Regions from separate parts of the Mus musculus genome. Here all the other regions are linked to region 2. A link is a contact called in public Hi-C and HiChIP or PLAC-seq data. All regions are on one chromosome and are shown on one strand. Each heading gives the region's core, a stretch centred on a gene start, on an enhancer-like site or on the middle of the called end of the contact. The rest is flanking DNA. Distances are from core to core; before and after follow the strand shown.

What was found. A called contact is a pair of places that touch in the nucleus more often than the background predicts. HiChIP or PLAC-seq counts read pairs in DNA pulled down with a chosen protein or histone mark.
Region 1: a Hi-C map of Sertoli cells shows a contact between it and region 2, with 5 times the contacts expected there. The contact joins the enhancer-like site here to the promoter of Ephb6 in region 2. A contact is called at or near these places in 2 of 39 promoter capture datasets (HPC-7-derived erythroid cells and liver), 1 of 15 datasets of contacts at CTCF or cohesin (CD8 T cells), 5 of 484 Hi-C or Micro-C datasets (DN2 thymocytes, Sertoli cells, forebrain and 1 more), 3 of 115 datasets of contacts at active chromatin or transcription factors (the SCID.adh cell line and embryonic stem cells) and 3 of 9 other capture datasets (adipose tissue, liver and pancreatic islet).
Region 3: a contact with region 2 is called in an HNF4G HiChIP or PLAC-seq map of pancreatic cancer cells. The contact joins the enhancer-like site here to the promoter of Ephb6 in region 2. A contact is called at or near these places in 1 of 15 datasets of contacts at CTCF or cohesin (CD8 T cells), 32 of 484 Hi-C or Micro-C datasets (the C2C12 cell line, CD4 T cells, CD4 single positive thymocytes and 17 more), 15 of 115 datasets of contacts at active chromatin or transcription factors (CD4 single positive thymocytes, CD8 T cells, the SCID.adh cell line and 8 more) and 1 of 9 other capture datasets (adipose tissue).

The regions. Positions count from the first base shown.
Region 1 is chr6:41,661,112-41,665,569 of GRCm38.p6, reverse strand. The region is part of intron 8 of Trpv5 (transient receptor potential cation channel, subfamily V, member 5); the gene reads left to right. Among named protein-coding and RNA genes, the nearest start is that of Trpv5, 17 kb to the left of the region's middle. Within about 2 kb of position 3,104, at least 2 of the 459 cell types and tissues checked have an H3K27ac peak or open chromatin away from gene starts, as enhancers often do. A contact at or near this core is called in Sertoli cells, where this site is marked.
Region 2 is chr6:41,603,811-41,607,805 of GRCm38.p6, reverse strand. Ephb6 (Eph receptor B6) reads right to left here and starts at 2,295. Exons shown (of 18, transcript NM_001146351.2): 1 at 1,986-2,295.
Region 3 is chr6:41,552,038-41,556,375 of GRCm38.p6, reverse strand. It overlaps Tcrb. Among named protein-coding and RNA genes, the nearest start is that of Prss2, 32 kb to the right of the region's middle. Within about 2 kb of position 1,820, at least 89 of the 459 cell types and tissues checked have an H3K27ac peak or open chromatin away from gene starts, as enhancers often do. A contact at or near this core is called in the C2C12 cell line, CD4 single positive thymocytes, CD8 T cells and 15 more, where this site is marked.

The sequences.
Region 1 (4,458 bases), core at 1,855-4,354, 57 kb before region 2:
ACTTACTAGTTTATTTCCCTCTTCCATCTACAGCTTTGAGGGAAAGCTGCTTCTCCCCAGCTTTCCCAGTCTCCCAGTATCCCCCACACACACCTGTAAATGAATTCCTGGGTCATAAACTCTGAGAAGGAAATATTTCCTGGAAAAGGATTCTACTTTCCTATGGCCGTCAGTCCTTACCTCAGGATGCATACCATAAAAACCTTTAGATTCCTTGAAGAAAATCAATGAGTTGACATAAACTATCCTGAGATCCTGCTCCCCATTTGTGTCATGGTTAAACCCTCATCAGTTGATTCTTGTGGACAGTACTGGTAGGAAACTGTTCAATCTATAGAATCAGAGAAATCCTCCTTTGACTGGCGACAGGCCCTTTGTAAGTCTGTGATTTGGGGAACAAAATCAAAAGTCTAAACTGGATTTTTCAACTTGTTTTTGTGATCTAGAGAGGTTGGTATTCCTAGCCTTTATCTAGAGGGTCTACACCTAGCTCTTCCAGATCACTGGCGTCTTAGGTTCTACTCTGCACTCTCCTGAGCATTCTACCCAGAACAGTCAGCTCATAAAGAATAGTTCAGTGAAGTGTGAGTCCCTGCAAGCAATCTGATTACTGGCAACAATTAAATTCCAGGTTATCACTACTCCTAAAATTTCAGGTTGTTAATAATTCCTAGAATTCTTAGCCATGTGGCAATGTAGAGAATTCTGGTTACTTTCGGGAAATACTTATTTTTAGAGGAGTAGAGTATGAGATGTTTTTTTACATTCCAAGTGACCTTGAGCAAGGATGTTGGTAGTCTTAAAACAACGTAGGCAAGTGCCATATTTTGTACTGGTTTCCTTCCAAATAGCCTTCTCCATTTCTACTCACTTGTTTATTTCCCTCTTTCGTCCGCATCTTCCAGGGAAAGCTGCTTCTCTACAGCTTCCACAGCCCCCTTCTTTCTTTGCTTTTCTTTCTCAAAATGTTGTAAACTGTGTATAAAAGGGAAGTGTCAGATGCTAATGTCCCCAGGATGCTCTAAGAGATACATAGTACTCCGACATATCAGTGCTCCAGGCAAGGTCTATAATCAGAGTACACTAGGTGCCTACAGGGGCACATCTGAGCTAGTTGCAGAAGGGCATGGAAGGAGAACTCAGGAAAATGCTGGCCTGGCCTGTATCCTGAAGCATAAGAAGGAGTGAACTAGACATATGTGGTCACACAGGTTTTTTAAGGAAAGATTTGTATATTCTACTTTAAGGGCTGGTTAACACAACTCCATTGCTTAACGTGTCTGCAGCCTACATAGAGCATAAAAACTCAAGGCAGAGAGAGGTCAGAGTAATGAGTTTGTAGTGATAATTAATTTAGGCTTTACATTTGATCTTTATCTTACAATGAACACTCCTAATTAAAAGAACACATATACATACATAGATTTTAAAAATCAAACAAAAGTGCTGAGCAGGAGCGACCATTGCTGGGTGTGATGGCATAAACCTAGGATTCTAGCATTCAGGAAGTTGAGACAGAGGATCACCCATCAGTTTGAGGCCAACCTGCTCTATACAATGTGTTCCAGGTCACCCATGGGCCAAATTGTAAGACCTGGTCTCAAAGAACAAACAAACAGACAAACCAACAAACAAACAAAAAAAAACCCATCAACAATAGGTAGGTAGGTCGGTAGACAGACAGACAGACAGGCAGGCAGGCAGACAGACAGACAGACAGACAGACAGACAGACAGACAGACAGATAGATAGATAGATAGATAGATAGATAGATAGATAGATAGATAGAAAAACAGAACTAGAACCAAATAAAACAAATTAGCAATTACATAGTTACAACCTGGGCCAGCACTCTTCTCCAGGCGTTTCTCATTCCAGGGAGCTCAGACAGGTTTTACCTTTTTTTCAGAGGAGTCCCTCCTTCTATCTCTATTTGTTAAGGTGTTCAGACTGTACCTAGTGACTTTCTCCTCTGAAAAATATTTATGGAACACTGTCTAATACCATCTGATTTTTATCCTGAAGGTATTGAACAGCTAGGGAAGACATAAATAGACGTCATGTGATAATGTTCATATTTCCAAAAGATTAGTCTGGGAACTTGGAGGGAAAAAGAATCCAGGGATGGAGGGTAAACAAGGTGGCAGACAGCCTTGTATTTGCCTAAAGGCACTGGGTCCTGCTAAATGAAAGGACCTGAAGCACTGTAAGACCTCTGCGGAGCAAACAGGAGCTGAGGCTGTGCGGCTGTGGTACCTTAAGCATAGTTTGCCAAACACAACCTTGATCCCCAAACCTTGTTTTAAGAACTGCAGATCTAAAGAAGCATGAATGAGATGTTTAATTTAGACAGAACATCTTGATTACAACCCCTAAAGAATAAAATTTTAAATCTTCAAAAGGCAATTTTATTATTTGTCTGGGCTTAATTCTGGGGGAAGCTTACGGTAATTAGTTAAGAGGAATCTCTATCACTTCCTGGATCATCAGAGAGGTATCATTAAAATTCAAGGTCTCTTCTCATTTTTAAAGCACTGCCATTTCTTTACACTGTAAAAATACTCATTCTAGATGAAAAAATGTTTTATGTCAGTAATAAAACAATAAGAAGGCCAATACATTAAGTGCCTAATACAATTGTTATGACATATTTCACACACACACAGAATATATATATATATGTATATATAACAACAACAAGGAAAGCCCTTTATTTTGTTTAGTGGGCTCACAGAAGACCCCACATTCTGCAGCCAGGTTTAAGAGATCAGACTCTAGGAGAAAGGGCAGCCTGGTGCTCAAGCAAAAACTTGCAATCCCTGGATGCCTATCTGACTGCTGGATTTGTGGAAGGGAATGTCTTCATATTTAAAACAAAACAAAACAAAACAAAACAAGGCAAAACAATCTGCTGGAGAGAAGAGGTGTTGCTGGGGTGGGGTGGGGAAACCTAGAGAGATTGGATCCCTGTTTTTCTACAAATGGTATTATTGCTGCACTGACCTCTAGGGGCACTCTTGTCTTCAGAGCTCTGTGACTTCTTTTGTCAGCAGTGCTTACAGCCTCCCACATTCTTTCTTTCGAAACAAAGTCTCAGATTGACCAGGAAGGACTCAGATTTGTTATGTAGTAAAACAATGGGGTGTAGACTCCGAACCCTCCCAACTCCACCTCTTGGTTGCTAGAACTTGACTTTGAATTTACAGTCCTTCTGCCTCTACCTCAAGATTTCTGGGATTACAAATGTTTACTATCATTCCTGTCTCTGTCTCTGGAGAGATTGAAGGGAGAAAAAGTTGACATAATCTAGATCAGAGGTTCTCAACCTATCAGTCATGACCCCTTGGGGTCTCATATCAAATATCCTGCATAACAGCTATTTACATTACAATTCATAACAGTAGCAAAATTACAGTTTTTGAAACAGCTAGAGAAATAATTTTATGGTTGGGGAGTCACCATAACACAAGGAACTGTGTTAAAGGGTTGCAACATTAGGAAGGTTAAGAACCACTGGTCTAGACCCACTCACCAAGATACAAAGTTTTTAAAATAATTTAAAATTTTTGTGCAAAAACAGATCGACTGGTCTACTTTCTGTATTTAAAATTATTTCTCAGTTAATGTGTTTATTATTTATTCCCTACTTACCGAAGGTCTTAGAATGAATTGACATGGTTTGCAGTAAGAGATAGATTCTACAAGGGCAGTAAATAAATAAAAGGACATATTCTGCGTACTGAATTTCAGTAGAGATAAAGTGAGCTCATAGAGTTGCCAGGGCTGAGGACAAAATAAGCAAAGAAAACACACAACAAGCAAACAAGAAACCTTGAAGCAGCCCCAAAGCATTTCCAAGGCTTAGACGTACAATTCCATGTTAAAATTGTACATATTTTTTCCACAAAACTTTCTCATATTGTCAAGTGAGATCATGACTTCTAACTAGGTAAGAATCACTAATGAAGAATTCCATCATCACATCTGCATGATGTAGTCGTAGGATAGCCTTCATCTGACCTTGACCCCAGAACTGTCTTGTCTTCTCAGAATAATCTGAGTCCCTTTAGAAAACTAAAACGCATGTCTAGGCTCATTTCTACCTTATTCTGTATTGCCAAATCATAGTAAAACTACAATAAATACTTCTGTGGCCTTTTTTTGGTTAAGGTACACTCCAACGCCACCATCTCCGGGAGGTGAGGATTAGAGTTTCCATCTTACAAATGAGAACCCTTAAGTTCAGACGTTTTAAATGTTTCAAGGTCTCATCAGAGGTATTGAGTTTGGAGCCTATAGTGGCCCCTGAATTCTGAGATATGCTTATGATGTCTTAAAAGGGTGTGGGAGCCACAGTGAGATTGGAACAGTTGGATTCTTTCCAGGACAGAAACCATCATCAGCATCTACTAAACTCTCTTATTCACATGGCATGCTTTGTTGTCTTGCTTATTTTAT
Region 2 (3,995 bases), core at 1,046-3,545:
TAGGCTAGTCCTCTGTCCTGTTCTGCAGCTGTTGAACACCCAGGAAATTCCAATATAATCCTTGTTCAGCTGACTGCTGCAGTCTCTACCCTTTAATCTGCACCCTGGAGATTCTCGGGTGAGCTCTCTCCGTGCTCTGGCCTTGTGCCTTGAAAAGGATCCCATGAGGCTTCAAGGCAGCCTTCAGGACAGACAGGGAGGAGGTAGCTATCATCTGACTCTTGACCTTCTGCTGACCAAATTGGAGGAGCCAATTTGTGGATTACCTACCCGAGGACAGTTCTATGTCCCTGGAGATCTCTGGCCTCCAAGAATGTACCCTAGAAGCATGCTGGCTCAAGCACTTGTACCTCCTACTCCCAGTCTTTGCAGACAAGAGAGGCATTTAAGATGCAAGCAATGTCTAGGTCTAGCCAGACAGCCATGGAAAATGAATCACGTTGGCTGTTCACTGACTGGGGTCATAACAGTGCTGGGAAAGAGTATGGGGGGGGGGAGGTTAGGGGCAAATATATGGGAGCAATGAGTCCTGAAAGGTGATGGGAGAAAGCCCTGGGGGCCTGGAGTAGTTCCTGAATCTGCAAATGACTGGTGGAGTATAAGGAAATGCACATGAGAGTCAGTAGACAGCAGCAAAACACAGAGCACTGAGTTTCAGGGGTCTAATGAAATGCTGTCCTTGCTATGGACCCTGCTCCATCTTCACTGGCTGTGAGCTGCTCTCTAGCAAGATGCTTCTGCTGAAGCACTGGGTGGGCATTGGGTAGAGGAAGGGGAACCAAGGCTTCCTGCATCTTCAGATGTTCCCATAGTCCTCCTACCTGCAGTGAGGCATGGAAGAATGATAGGAAACCATATGGACAGGTTCATGAGTCGGTGAAGAGCTGGGGAAAGGCTATCCCAGAGAATGGCCCTGCCTTTCTCATGCTCAGCCATCATGGCCTGTTATTCCCAGCACACTGGTAACTCCCTGGTCTTTATCATTCATCTTCTTGTACGATGAATGGGCCAATAGACTGGAGAAGACTCATCCATACGTCATTAGGTAGGTACACTGGGGCACTCATGGCAATCTTCCTTCAAGACAAAAGGCTCACAGCTTTCAAGGGTCCATAGTTGCTATGAGCAAGATTCAGTCCCTAAATGTCCTATTACTGGCTCAGCCTCCAAGGACTCTCAACAGCCCTACCAGTCACTCCCACTGGTCTCTCCTTTGAGAAGCATCATCTTCCCTTCCAGAGCCACCTGAGTCAAGTTCCCCTGATGGGTGGAGGGCCTGAGTTAACTGATTGGGAACAGGCTGGGCAGCACTTCTACATGGGCACTGCCAGGGATATTACAACATCAGCTATGCTGGTCCCCTGCCAGTTCCCCCAGGGATGGGAGGAGAGAGGGTGCCAGACGGCCAAGATCAGTGGGCAGGGGCAGAGGCAGGCTGGGCCAAGCACCCAGATGCATAGAGGGGGTGGAGCTGGGGCAGGAGCAAGCAGGATACTTTGTTTGCCACTGGAGGGGGCGTGCTTACGGTTGGGGCTCAAATTCCAAGCCTCTATTTCCAGGCTTAAGGGGGCTGTAGATGTCGATTGCCCCTTGCCCCTGCCAGCTCCACCCTGCAGCGAGGGGATTGGAGAGATGCCACAGGAGTCAGAGGCATGGACAAACCTTTTCTGAATGCTGGGAGCCTGACCTTTGTGAGGTTACCCCCCTCCCCACACACACACACCAAGTCACAGGCACAGGAGGGTCGATGGAAACGTGATGGAAGAATTTTAATACCCAGGACACACAGAATAAAGAGCATGGATGAAGGGGCAGTCTCTCAGAAACCTACTCTCGCCTTGGAGAGCTATACCCAGTACTCCCCCATAAAAGACCCCCATCCAGGGTGTGCATAGGCCCAGGCTAGAGAGATCCTCTACTTTGCAAACCTTAATCCCTTACTCTCCAGACACAGTACCCTCCGACCTCCCAAATCCCGGGCTCACCTTCCCGCCGGCCTCCAGCTCTGCAGGTCTGCGCCCCCCGAGGCCCCCGCGGTGGATCTGCACCTCGCAGATCTTTCCTAGCGTCGCGCGTGTCCTCTCTGGTCTGGGGACCTCGCTTCCCAGGGGCCCGCGTCTGCTCGCAGCTTAGAGTCTCTGGGATTCTGGGAGAGGACCCAAGGCTGCAAGCAGGGACTGCTCCCTAGGCGGGGCCCTGGGGAATCGTGCGGGGGCCGGTGTCACGATCGGAGTCGCTGAGCTGTGGTCTCGGGTTCGGACGCCCGCTGCTCCCCAGCGCTAGCTGGGCGAACGCAGCCGGGCCCGCCCCCTCTCGTCTCTCCCAGCCTGGCCCGCCCCTCTCCAGCCCCTTCAGCCGCTCTCGCTCTCCTCTTCCGGGAGCCGAGCCCGCCCTCTGGGCCTAGGACCCAAGTGCGCGGCGCCGGATCCCCAGCGGGGCGTGCAGTGGAGACGCTGGGCGCGCCTTGGGCCCGCCCGTGTGCCGAGGAGGGTCGGCCTCCTCCCGCAGGTCCTGGCGGGCGGAGGGGACGTGGGCAGGAGGACCGCACGAGTTAGGGTCCGGGAGGAGGCGGCCAGTGGGCGCCGCTGCGAGGCGTGTTTAAAACCCTGTAGCTCGCGCCCGAGCATCAGCGGAGCAAAGCGCTACTGGCTGGCAGCTGATGGCCAGGCTGAAGCCCAGGCGCTGCGCCTATGGCTCCTCCCTTTCTCTTCTTTAACTCTAGGAACTAAACCAGTGGGGCTTCTACTCTGGATTGAACTGAGGTGGGCGTGAGCAGAAAAAAGAAAAAAGAAAAAAAAAAAAAAAAAAAGGAGGAGGTGGAAGGAGAAACAAGTCTTGGGAGCACGGGAGGGCAGAACAACCAGAGACAGTGCAAGCGTCTGGGAAGGAAAAGGTCCCTGTGCTAGCTTCAGACTTGTATCTGTTTCTGTGCCTTGAATCTGGGTCAGCGATGGGGCCTCTGAATTGAACCTTCAACCGCCTCAAAGGCAGGGAAGCCTGGGGCGGAGTCCGGGAAGTCCGATGTCTGTGCCTGGCGCAGACCTGGCTTGGACAAGTCGCTGCACCCAGTCTAGGTGCCACCTCCCTGGCGCGCGCTCCGCAGAGTACCATCCCACAGTGATGAGAGGCCGTAGAAGGTCCACTCAGTCGGTACCTGGATGCAGGGGCGGAACAGAGCGAGCTTGCTACTAGGGAGAAGAGTTTCTACCCAGCCCTAACCATTTCTAAACTAGAGTACTGGTTTGTGGGGGTCTATTGTTTAGGTCCCGCGGAGCAGGGCTGCAGCCTTCGCACGAAGTGTTGCTACCACCTGCTGGTTCTTTGAGGGAGAACAGGTATCCTGTGAAATCTGCACACCCCTTCGCCCCTATTACCCTGTCCCATCTTATACCCCCTTTCACTTATTCAAAGGCATCCTTATGAAAGTACTAGCTAGCTGCTTATGGGCTGATCATAACTGGTACTTAAAGAACATTTAGAAACCAATGAAAATTGTGAAAGAGACTATGAGCCAACATGCACAAGAAACCAAACAATGAAACTCCTTGAGGTACTGCGAGAGAAACAGTCGTTAATGAATTGGCTGAATGAGTGATAGAAAGATAAAGACAAATAACGAGTCCCTACTTGGACAGGAGGTTGTTCGCTCATAATATCGAGGATCAATTAATAAGCCTGATTAAGTTTAATGACCTGCATTTGGACCTCATTAAAACTTCAATTACACTGGTGTGCCTATAACTCGTATTTCTTCCATTTGTTTCTAAGCTTTCTGATAAAGAGCTTTCTTTATTTGTGGTTAACTGTTTCCAATGCTTTCAACGACTGAAAAAAGGGGGGAGGCTGATCTTGCAACATCTTCATTATTAGACAATTCTACCATGTATCTATCATCACATCTATCTGGGCATCTATGTATTTCCTGTTACCATCTGGAATGCTGTTGGTGCTCTCATTAAACATATACCCTGTACCTCCAGCCTTTCCTACATGCC
Region 3 (4,338 bases), core at 571-3,070, 51 kb after region 2:
GATACAGAGAGCCATCATAAAGATCAAAACAATGAAGTATATTAAAGATGGTACCAGGCAAAGCTACAAGTAAAACATTTGACTTCAAGTCTAGATTTCCTAGTTTCTAAGACCTGAGGGCAGTTATGTAGTTTTTCTAGATTTCATTTTTTTTTCACCAGCAAATGTTATCTGTATGCATTGTTAGATATTGAAGGAGATCATATTTTGCAAGTACTATTACAAAGTCTAACTTTTGGCAGGTGTCCTTTTCCTCCCTGGAAGCTTACAAAGTACTTTGACTGTAGCTCCTCCAAATTGTCTCATTTAAAAATATTTAAACAGAAAATATGTCACAAACATGACAATGCTTATGTGGCAAACCGATGCCAATTTTCTCATGTGCTGTCTGCTCTGAATTCATCCTAGAACATTCCTGTTGGAACTCTGTGCAATCTCAGGGTCTGTCTTCAAGGAGAAACACTGTGTGTGTGTGTGTGTGTGTGTGTGTGTGTGTGTGTGTGTACATTAAAAGGAGAAACGATTTTTAGCTAGATTTAATACAATTAAGTTCCAAATGAGAGGATTGTTTGAATAGAAACACAGAAATCTCAGCGTCTTTAAAGTCTTGGAAACAGCAAATGAGAAAAAGAAAATCCTAGTGATGGCTAAGGATAATGTAGCACACAAGAAGAGGCTGTTTAAGGAGAGTCCTGAAAACCATGTATACACACTAGAGCAAGTCATTATCCTGCATTTAGTTATCTGCCTCTATTTATGCATAAAGATTCTGCTGCCATAACTGTTTCAATTGTACCCAAAGGTCAAAACCTCAGTCATTATAACTAGGGAAAACAGGAAAACACTTCAGGATGGCATATCCTAATAGTAGGTGCTACCTGCTGCCAACATCAATGTCATGGTTCCTGGTTAAATGTGGCTTCTTTTCTAGGAGATCTGTAAGGATGCTGATTTTGACTTTGACTTTATAAATGTGTCACAATAACTATCCCTAAGGATATCATTGCCTGATTTTCACACACAGGCTGCTGAGGACCACAGAAGTTAGAGAAACTCCCCTCAAGGATCTAAGCCATAATGGGATTGACTGGGGCCCCTTGACTGCTTCTAGAAGGTAGAAAAAGGCCCAGCCTTAGGAAGGCTGGGCTACTTCATATGATTTTTTAAAGATTATATGATTTAGTTGAGTGTGTGATGGATAGAGCAGGATTGGCTTGTATATTTTGCGAGTTCCCACTTCCTCATTTGAGAGTTTCTGGAGGTCTGGTTTTCCATTCTTTCCTGTGTTGTGTGTAGACGTTTCCCTCATCTTACCCACATGAGGCAGGAAATACAAAGCACATTCACTTTACAGCCCTTACTCACAGAGGATACACCCCAGCGAAAGCCAGCCAATGAATGCAGGACAGACAGACCATCTATTTTTCATTCGGTTTATTATTTAGACTCTGTTCCTGTGACTCATTACATGAATGGGCTCTCATTACATTAGTTGAAGGAAATGGAGGATACTTGTGAAGAGAGGGTGACTGGAGTTGGGGTTAAGTGGAAAGAGAAGTGGGAAGAGCGGTGATGTGGGAGCCATGGGAACCCTAATGAGGTCAGAGCTGTTATTGCACCTGTCTCCATGGTGCATACTGAAGGCTTCTGTTTCCTGTGTGACTTCTAACAGATGTAAGATAGTTTAGATGGGGGGCTTGAGATGAGATATATGGGTTCCCCTTTAGAGACCCTCCTCTTGGTTGTTCTCACTGTCACGGTGATAGCTAGAGGCTGAGGTAGAAAGGGCTGCATGAGAAGGGTTTGAAGACAGGATGTGGCAAGTGTGGTTCCCAAAATGCTCAGAATGTGAGTGAGTGGGGGAGCATTCACAGGCACCCCAGATGTAGGACCTGGTAAATGTCAAACCACATCCTGTTGTGACTCCTGGAGATGGAGCTATGGCAGGTGGCCATTCTTACTTGGTGCTGATGTTACTTACAGATAAACAGCCAGACCTGGGGTGAGATGCTTCCACCCCTTCCCCCATTGTCTTCAGGAACCGAAAAGTCCCAGGAATGCATCTCTTCACTTGCTGATGTTTGATGAAAAACAGTTCTTCTTAAGATTATTTTTTTTATCATGTTCCTATATCTCTTTGCTGGAATCGGTCAGGGAAACAAGTATTAAGGGTCCTACTGTGCCTGGTTAACTATGGGACTCAAGATCAGCACTGTCCCTTTGCAGGTCAGATGCCTTGTAAGATATATCACAATGTGTGTGTCTGGAGCTGGGAAGGACTTAGATTTCCCCACTTACCATTCTGTCAGTGCTACAAGGCCTGCAGAATTTTCATCAACAAACCACTAAGTAGGGTCTGAGGCTCCTTATGGAGCACCTTGGTTCACAGGAATTGAAGGGATCTGGAAAGCTGGAGATGGTAAATGCATTCTGCAGCTGGGGAGAGAGGAGGGGGAAGAACTGATTCTCTGAGTTTTAGCAGATCCTGGACTCCAGGCAGAGTTTGGAGAACATGTGCTCCATATCGAGCTGAGATCTTGCTGTGATTTTGTGAATCACTTGTATAAGATTAAATAAGGCGACATGATCCCATCTGAGAGAGTGTGAGGATAGAGGGATAAATATAATGGACTACAGAATTAGAATCTTGTTGAGACTTGGTAAGTTTGGAAGAAGCACTAAAGAAATAAATGCAAGAGAACCGAAGTACATTTTGGTCTCCTGCACATCCTCACAGATAGAAAAGCAACAATTTGCACACACAGAGGGGGTACATGGCTCAGATGCAGCACATGTGTGAAAGAACTAGAGTTTTGAGTCCCAAGTGATCTCTGAGTCAACGGCAGGATGTAGACATACAAAGGTAAAAAGTCGCCCCACCCAAATGATACCTAACACATCAAAAACAAGGGGTATAACTAACTCCCTCTTTACTCTATGTAGGTCAGAACCCACCTGGTGCTGAGTTTTTTTTTTTTCTGAATACAGTGCTTTCAGAATGATAGAAGGATAAAAGTGAGCTGAAATGTTTTTATAAGAAAGTAACTGATCCACTAGGAGAAAGAAATGCTCAGAACTGTACATTTGAGGGAATGAGAGAGAGAGAGAGAGAGAGAGAGAGAGAGAGAGAGAGAGAGAGAGAGAGGGAGGGAGAGAGAGAGAGAGAGAGAGAGAGAGAGAGAGAGAGAGAGAGAGAGAGAGAGAGAGAACTGGAAGTGAAGTGTTGAGCCAGGAAAATATATTTAAGTGAACATAAATTACAGTGCTTGATAGTTATTACCCTGTGCTAAGAACTGTAGATATTGTGTGGATTGATTAAGCCATGTGATTGAGTCCATTTAACACAAGGGGAGGCCAAGTCTTTGGTGGCCACTTGCTTAAATCATATAGCTGGGGAAACATAGAAATGAAGCCCAAATCCAGACTTTTTGGCTTTCAAGTCTATGTTTATTGCAGGCGTGGTTCTTAAAGTGAAGATTATTCTTCCTTGTAGGTTTAAGTAATGGTCTTTACAAGCTCCAACTGCTTCTGAGGCTCTCTTAGGGGAACAGAATTATAAGCTGAGAAAGATATGCATGGTAAAAAATTATAGATACTCAAATAGTCAGCAAATGTTCATAGAGCGGCCCAATGGATAAAGGGCTTATTCAGACAACTAAGAACTCTTTGGGGACAGTTAAAACTACTTGCGAAGAAAAGGAGGATTCAATGCTATGTTGTTGTTGTTCTTTAACACGTACATGGTTTGTGATACCAGGTCTCATGAAGATCAATTCATTGTATAGTGAATGTGTAGGGCTGTAGTTGTTAAGAAGTCCTAAAACTTGGACTCAATGTTACTGTTTCCAAAGTCTTCACTTATATCAGCGATGGTTATAACAAGATGGGTGGCTCCGCTTTTGGCATGGTTTCCCTATCAAGGCACTCTTACATTCATAGATGAGAGCTGAAATCAATTTCCTAAAAACCTGATGAAATGTTGGAAGCAGACATAATCGTTGGCCCTTTTCAGTTCCCTTCGATGACCAGCAGGTAGTGTTTACTCTTTTATGAGATATCCCACTCCCCCCACACCCCACCCTCCACCCCAGGCAGCCTGCTTCAAGAAACAGGTACAAGAGATGAAAAAACTACTTGGAGACAGGGAAGGTAAATATGTAGCTGGGACTTAGGTGATGGGACTAGTGAACTGAATATGTCTTCTCTGTTAAAAGTTGATATTTCAGGTAAAGTCTTACACTGTCATAATAAATCCTAAGGAGAGGCAGAGTGGTAGGAATTGTTAGGAAAAGAAGCTTTCAAAGCCCAACACTGAGTATTGTAGTGGGAAGAGCTCCA